2 separate regions of the Rattus norvegicus genome follow, and region 1 is linked to region 2. Evidence: chromatin contacts called from public Hi-C data. All regions are on one chromosome and are shown on one strand. Each heading gives the region's core, a stretch centred on a gene start, on an enhancer-like site or on the middle of the called end of the contact. The rest is flanking DNA. Distances are from core to core; before and after follow the strand shown. Region 1 overlaps Adgrv1 (adhesion G protein-coupled receptor V1). Region 2 has its middle 97 kb from the start of Rnu1-149.

Region 1 (4,082 bases), core at 878-3,377, 100 kb before region 2:
GTGAACTAGATTTTTGGGGGGATGGCGGGCAATGGGGGGAGGATGGGGAGGGGAACACCCATAGTGAAGGGGAGGGGGAGGGATTAGGGGGATGTTTGCCTGGAAACCAGGAAAGGGAATAACACTCGAAATGTATATAAGAAATACTCAAGTTAATAAAAAAAAAAAAAGAAAGACAGAAATGTAAAAAAAAAAACAAAAAAAAAAAACAAAAAAACGGGGTTCAAAGCTAAACAAAGAATTCACAGCTGAGGAATGTGGAATGACTGAGAAACACCTAAAGAAATGTTCAACATCTTTAGTCATAAGGGAAATGCAAGTCAAAACAACCCTGAGATTTCACCTCACACCAGTGAGAATGGCTAAGATCAAAAACTCAAGTGACAGCAAAAGCTGGAGAGGATGTGGAGGATGTTGGTGGGATTGCAGACTGGTACAACCATTCTGGAAATCAGTCTGGAGGTTCCTCAGAAGATTGGACATTGAACTACCTGAGGACCCAGCTATACCTCTCTTGGGCATATACCCAAAAGATGCCCCAACATATAATAAAGACACATGCTCCACTATGTTCATAGCAGCATTACTTATAATAGCCATAAGCTGGAAAGAACCCAGATGCTCTTCAACAGAGGAATGGATACAGAAAATGTGGTACATCCTCACAATGGAATATTACTCAGCTATCAAAAACAATGACTTTATGAAATTCATAGGCAGATGGATGGATCTGGAAAATATCATCCTGAGTGAGGTAACCCAATCACAGTGCACACATGGTATGTACTCATTGATAAGTGGATATTAGCCCAAATGCTTGAATTACCCTAGATGCACAGAACACATGAAACTCAAGAAGGATGACCAAAATGCGAATGCTTCACTCCTTCTTTAAAAGGGGAACAAGAATACCCTTCGGAGGGAATAGGGAGGCAAAGTTTAGAACAGAGGCAGAAGGAATACCCATTCAGAACCTGCCCCACATGCCGCTCATACATATACAGCCACCAAACTAGATAAAATGGATGAAGCAAAGAAGTGCAGGCTGACAGGAACCGAATGTAGATCTCTCCTGAGAGACACAGCTAGAATACAGCAAATACATAGGTGAATGCCATCATTAAACTACTGAACTGAGAACGAGACCCCCGTTGAATTAATTAGAGACATGACTGAAAGAGCTTGAAGGGGCTTGAGACCCCATATGAACAACAATGCCAACCAAGCAGAGCTTCCAGGGACTAACCCACTACCCCAAGACTATACATGGGCTCCAACCTCATAGATAGCAATGAATAGCCTAGTAAGAGTATCAGTGGAAGGGGAAGCCCTTGGTCCTGCCAAGACTGAACCCCCAGTGAACGTCATTGTTGGCGGAAGGGCGGTAATAGGGGGAGGATAGAGAGGGGAACGCCCATAGAGAAGGGGGGAGGGGTTAGGGGGATGTTGGCCCAGAAACCTGGAAGGGGAATAACAATCGAAATGTAAATAAGAAGTACTCTAGTTAATAAAGATTGAAAAAAAAATCTCAAATAACATTCCCTCACTAAATCAAAGGAGACAAGTGGAAATGACAATAGTCCTGTGTCCCAGAATCACTGTCAGAGAAGCTGGAGAAAATGATATCTCAGTAGTTGAGAGCTCTGCCGCCCTTTCAGAAGATCCAGGTTCAATTCCCAGCACACACAACGTGACTCGAGGCTGTCTGTAACTCCAGTTACCCAGGATCCGACACCCTCTTGTGGCTTCAACAGGTGCTGCCTGCAGGTCATACAAAACATGTAGGCAAACACTCATACACAAAAATTAATAAAGTCAATTTAGAGCTCCAGTGGCACAAGTAACCCATTGTGTGGTGTACTTAATATGGAAACCATCAGGACAGCTGCAGAAGAACATGGTGGGTAGAACGTTTTCTGATGGCCAGTGAGTTAGTCACTTCATCTCTGCTCAGAACAATCACAGTACATTTTGTTGTCTTCTCGATGGATAAAAGCTGAGTAACACAAAGAACTTTAAACCTTATGGTTTAAATGCCATGCTGGAGTGCGCTCACTGGGGAGCACAGGGCTACACCCTAGTCTTCACAAAATCTTTGTACTTGCTCCTGCCACTTCCCACACAGTCCAGTAGGTGGTAGCCTCGGCAGGGACAAATGTCTTCCTTCCCCCTTCAAGCAGACTCGTTTAAAAACCAGAAACTATGTGGCTCTGTGCAATGCCTTCCCTTCTCCACACAGGAAAAGGATTTCCAAGGTTGTTCCCTGCATGAGTATTAGGGTATAGACCATCTATCATGAGGAATCCAAACTAGTACTGTGTTTACATGTGATTGATCATGCAGTGTTCTGAACATTTTTCCTTGTCTTCTTTGTGATTTCCAGAAATTCCTCTGATTTTATATCTCTTCGCCCTGATTTCTCTGACGTGGCTTTGGGGAGGACTGCATATGGCCTACCGACACTTCTGGATGTTGGTTCTCTTTGTCATTTTCAATAGTCTGCAGGTAAGTCAAGCCTTAGAGGCAACAGACATTTAATGAATGCAAAGCACCAAGTGTCAACATTCAAAATTTAAGAGTCTACATATAGATGAGTTTGTGTACATCATGAGTGTACAAAGTCTTAGAATAGTGTGGTGGGAGTTAAATATTTAATACTCAAAATATGGCTGGAATGTACATATAGAAGAAAAATATTTACTTGCGTCTCTTCAGCAATATGGAGTAACTGCAAAAATGTGTTCTTTATAGATAGTTATACTCAGATGGCAACCATGGAGAAATGATCCACATATATGGGGCATAATGTATCTATACATTAGTTCAACTGAGCAGGGAAATTGATGGTTAAACAGTCTCCTCTTAATGTAAGACAATTTCAGTGACTAAAAAATTATTTTACCCCTTCTCAAGTTCAGTAATGGCAATTTTAAATTAATTTTGCAAATATGCTTAGGTAGTATAACTAAGGGATATACCTACAGCAAAATTTTAAGCAGACTTTTTAGTGCTTTTGTGAAATGGAAAGATGTTGCGTCCTGAAAATTATCAAATGAAACAAATGAAAACATTTTTCTTATTTTGCAAAGTGAAAAAAGAATCTCTTAGACTAAAATAATTCACTAAAATTACCAAGAATGCTTTTACATATAATTATTTTGTTCATCATCTTATAAAATGAATATGTGCATAGATACATACAATGAGAATTATAGCATGCAGCTGAAATATGATTCAGGGGTAGAACATTTATTTAACACACAGGAGGTCCATGGGTCACTAACTATTCTTAAAAACAGAATGAGAGTAAGGGGAGGCAAATTCTTTAATCAGAATACAGCCTATATGATGATATTTAATCTAAGTACATTATCTGTTTTGGAAGGAAAAAGCTACAAAGTGACCTAAAAGTTTGTAGTCTCAAGAATACATGGGCACCTCTGTGTACGCATAGTAGACGTTCACTGGCACTGTTAATACCTAGAGAAGGACCACCACACCCCTGTAGGACCAATGATTGAAATGAGTAAACCATCAGCTTTAAGATATGCCATAGTAGGTGACATTTATGCTGAGTATTGTGAGGGCTGAAGGACCATTTCCCTCTGCCTGAACCAGCATGTACTCTAAGTAGAAAGGTGGGGCATTAGGCCAACTTTGGATAACTACATTCTCACAGAACTAAGATCAAGGTCCACACTGATAGCCTGCTGTTGTATGACAAAATTTTCCTGGGGAGAAGAAACACACACCAGATAGGAAACCATGACAGACTAAAGGATGATGCCACCAAAGTCCAACTAGGTGAACCAATGAGTTTCATTGGGGTTACTTAAAGGCTATAGGTGAGGAGTTATTTACAAGAGCAGAAATGACTCAAAAGACCAACTCCAGCGTGGGTGACAGCTCACAATAGCCAGGAACCTGGAGCACACTGCATAGTCTACACGTAGCTCAACAGGTTCCAGACTGTTCTCTGCAGGTGCCTCAGCTGCTCTAAACCTCCTCTAAGCAGTTTAGTGGGTTTTTGTTTCTTCCAGGAAGCTGGTCTTGTCTGAGAGTCTTTTTAGCACCTGGGCTGT
Region 2 (3,708 bases), core at 640-3,139:
TAGGAGGAGGGGAAGAAGCAGAGACTGAACACGAAGACACCATCCTTAATCCAATCAAAGTGAGGCACTATGCAATGCTTCGCAATGAGAAGTGAAGATTCCTTAGAAACACTGCAGCCCTCCCCTCCCCCTCCTCTCCTGCAATGGCACAGAGACACTAGGTGGTGGTGGTGCCTTTATATCAGTCACAGGTACAGCAGATGACAGTCCTTTGTTCATCCTCGCTTGGTGCCTGGTTTGGTGGCCAAAGTTGCCTTATGCCTAGGACTCATAAAAATCAAATCAAAGCCAGACGGCACAGTGCAGGAGGAAGAACACAGAGACCTGCGGACCACCATGCCACCCACAGACCTGCCCTCCAGCTCCTGCCAAAGGCAGGCCGTAGACACTCACTTGCCACTGGGCCGTGCCACACAGCCTGCACGGAAGATGTCATCCAGGGCCCTGACAGCCATGTGGCCAAGCTTCAGTGGGAGCCACCACAATGTGAGAGTGTACAGTGGTCAGATGGGGACAAAAAGAAGCGGAGCGGCCTGACCACTATGAAAAGAAGTGACAGTGGAGACTCTAGAGAAGAGGAGCAGCCTGGCCACCCGGGGCCAAGGCGAGGTCCCAGCCTGAGCTACCGCCAAGCACCAGGATGTGAACCTCACAAAGAATCGATAAAAAGTGTAAAAATACCAAGATAACCCATATTCAAAAGTTATATTGTCACTTTGTTTTGGGTTGTGTTCCCAAATTTATACATTGAAGTTTTAACCCACTTTCTAGTGATTTTGAGTGGTGAACACTTTGGGAGATAACCTGGTTAGGGTCAGGTAGTCTGGGGACTCAGGATGGGATTAGTGATATATATATATATCACTATATAATATAATATATATTATATATTGTATTATATCCTATATTATAAATATAATATATAATATATTATCATTATATCACTATATAATATATATAATATTTTTATTTACATTTCAAATGTTATCCCCCTTCCCTTTCCCCTCCAGAATCCCCGTATCCCATCCTCCTCCCCCTGCTTCTATGAGGGAGCTCCCCCTCCCACAAACCCACTCCTGCCTCACTGCCCTGACATTCCCCTGTACTGGGAGATCATGCCTTCACAGGACCAAGGGCCTCTCCTCCTACTGATGCCATCCTCTGCTAGATATGCAGCTGGAGCCATGGGTCCCTCCACGTGCCCTCTTTACTTGGTAGTTTAGTCACTGGGAGCTCTTGAGGGTATGGTTGGTTGATGTTGTTGTTCTTCCTATGGGGTTGCAAATGCCTTCAGTTGAAGGGATTAGCGTTCTTTACAAAAGAGGAATTTTGTCCTCTCCTCTTGCCCTATGAAGAGACAGTGACAGAAAAAATGTTCCCATCAGAACCTACCCTTACAAGCATCTTTATCTTGAGGGCCTAGATGCTCAAACCATGTGGATATGTGTTTCATTATTTGACCCACCTTGCCCATGATGTCTGTACAGCAGTGTGAGGAGACTAATACAATTGGAAAGCAAAGAAATGATCTGCAAGGGGTGAAGGAGACCATGAATAAAACTTCCTGTGTCAATGAGCCTAAATACTTTGCAAAGTTCTAATTTTTACAGAGAACCAAAGTGGAGAATTTGCATGGGAAAGCAATCACTACGTATCTAGTAAGGCTCCCCCCCTGAGCTGTACCTGCAAAAGAACAGCATAGAAGCTCTGGCAGCTGGATTCCCTCCTCTCGCTTACTGTCTGTGAATGATGCCAAAGCAAAACGCACAGGGAGTAATCCTACAGGTTGTGGGATTAGTCATTTCTCCAAAGAGACTCCAGCTCCATCTGCTGCTATCTATTAGATCGCTCTGAGCTATAAAAACCCAACCGATGAGCAACATCAAATGGCTACCCAGCATCCCAGTTAGCTGTCGTCTGCTGCTCAGCACACCGAGCACGTGGGAAGGCTGTGTTCCACCAGCCAGGCAGAACTCCAGCGCTCCACTCCCCAGAGGTGCCTGCTGTGAGGGAAAGTAACATCACAATGGTTATTGCTACCAGGAAAGGGACTGCACAGTCGGGCAGCTCTTCCAGTGATGGGCTGTGTGATGGAATGGGCCAAATCACCAAAACAAAATCAGTTAACTCTAAATTATTTAAATTTCCTAACCAGGCAGCATGGCGAGGAGGCCATTATACTGCCTTTTATGCTGTAACTGTGCTTGGGGGAGTGGGGCAGTGTTCAGTGAGGCTGCAGCAGGGCATGAATTCATTAATATTCTAGACTGCTTCTTGGATACCTTTCCCAGAGCAGAGCACTTGGCAGTGTCTTCCGTGCTGTAAAGAAACCTGAAAAGGATCCCCTGGAATCTCAAATCAACCTAGCTTTGGTTTTTCATTCCATACCACTGAAGAAAAAATGACCTTCCTCTGACATTAATGAATCACACTGACTTCCAGACCCTTCCAGCCTGAGCCAAAGAATCAAAGAGATATTATCAAAGCTGTAGCCCAGATTCATTGGCCATAGTTCTGGGGTTTATGATAAGCCCCAAAGTTCCCCCAACCATAGGACTCTGTCCAGCATGTGCTGTCCTCGTACAGTCTCCATCAAACCTAAAGGAGGCCGAAGAGGCAGAGCCGGCTTCCATCTTCACAGCCTTGAACTCATAATTGTAGTCTTTTGCCCTTCCCTCTCCTGTTTCCCATCCCTTCAGCTCTGAGAATGCCTGGAAATGGAAAATGGCCTTTCTGAATTCTGCTAGTCTTAAAGCTATAGCAGAAAAGTTGGTACGGTATTTCAAATACCAGCATTGGTTTTGTTTAAAATGAAATTTGGGTCCATATCCCTGAAGAAAACTGACTCTTCACCGCCAACATCAGATGCATGCACGGAAGCCTCAAACAGTGTTTAAAGGGTTTTGATCAGAGAAACGACACTCTCCACAGTCGGCCATAGCTTTCTGTATTCTCTCTGCCCCTGTATTAATTGGGGGACAGAGCTAACAGTGTGGGTATATAATGAAATAGCATTCGCTTCTTCAACTGGCTTATATGACTTGCAGAAACATCTCATCATGCACTAGAAAGCCAGAGAATGCTAAAGCTACTTGATGTGAGAAGTTGAAGGTGCCAGAAAATGGGATGAATGATTCAGCTGCACTCTGAGGCTGGAGTCTGGCAGCATCCTGGAGGTGGTGTAGTGAAGTCTGTGCTGGAAAGCTGAAGTCACCAGCTTGAAGTCACCCCATAAGTCACAGCAGCAGTAACAGAGAGAGAAACACTCTCTAGAAGGATGCACACAGAGGCTGTCTTGCCTTTTCCACCTTTATTCCCTCCAGACACCTTACATAGTCAAGGGTGTTGTCCACAGGCAGAGTGGATATTTTACCCACTGTTACCACAGGAGCAATTGTACATCAATGAACTGGTAGAAGCAGGTCTGTAGCAGACCAAAATGTCAGGTAGAAATTCTTGTCTTTTCATCATATTGATCAACGAAGGAGTCTTTGTATTACAGCTGCCAGCATTGCCAGTCCTGACTAATGTGGACTGCCTTGCTAGCTTGGCACCCAGAGACAAGAATGAATACTTTAGCCATCTTAAAAGGATTTCGAAGTTCCAGAAGACAGTATCTTTCCACATTCATACCGTAATGATCTTTAGGAATAGACTGACAGACAGAAAACACAGACAAGTCCCCACAGTTGAACACAATAAGCATAA

The links. A called contact is a pair of places that touch in the nucleus more often than the background predicts.
Region 1: a Hi-C map of frontal cortex shows a contact between it and region 2, with 2.0 times the contacts expected there. The contact joins two enhancer-like sites. A contact is called at or near these places in 2 of 12 Hi-C or Micro-C datasets (the Rat2 cell line and frontal cortex).

What each region holds. Positions count from the first base shown.
Region 1 is chr2:13,129,691-13,133,772 of GRCr8, reverse strand. Adgrv1 (adhesion G protein-coupled receptor V1) reads left to right here. Exons shown (of 91, transcript XM_039103389.2): 88 at 2,384-2,505. Among named protein-coding and RNA genes, the nearest start is that of Rnu1-149, 3.9 kb to the right of the region's middle. Within about 2 kb of position 2,127, at least 21 of the 93 cell types and tissues checked have an H3K27ac peak or open chromatin away from gene starts, as enhancers often do.
Region 2 is chr2:13,028,727-13,032,434 of GRCr8, reverse strand. No RefSeq gene overlaps it. Among named protein-coding and RNA genes, the nearest start is that of Rnu1-149, 97 kb to the left of the region's middle. Within about 2 kb of position 1,889, at least 19 of the 93 cell types and tissues checked have an H3K27ac peak or open chromatin away from gene starts, as enhancers often do.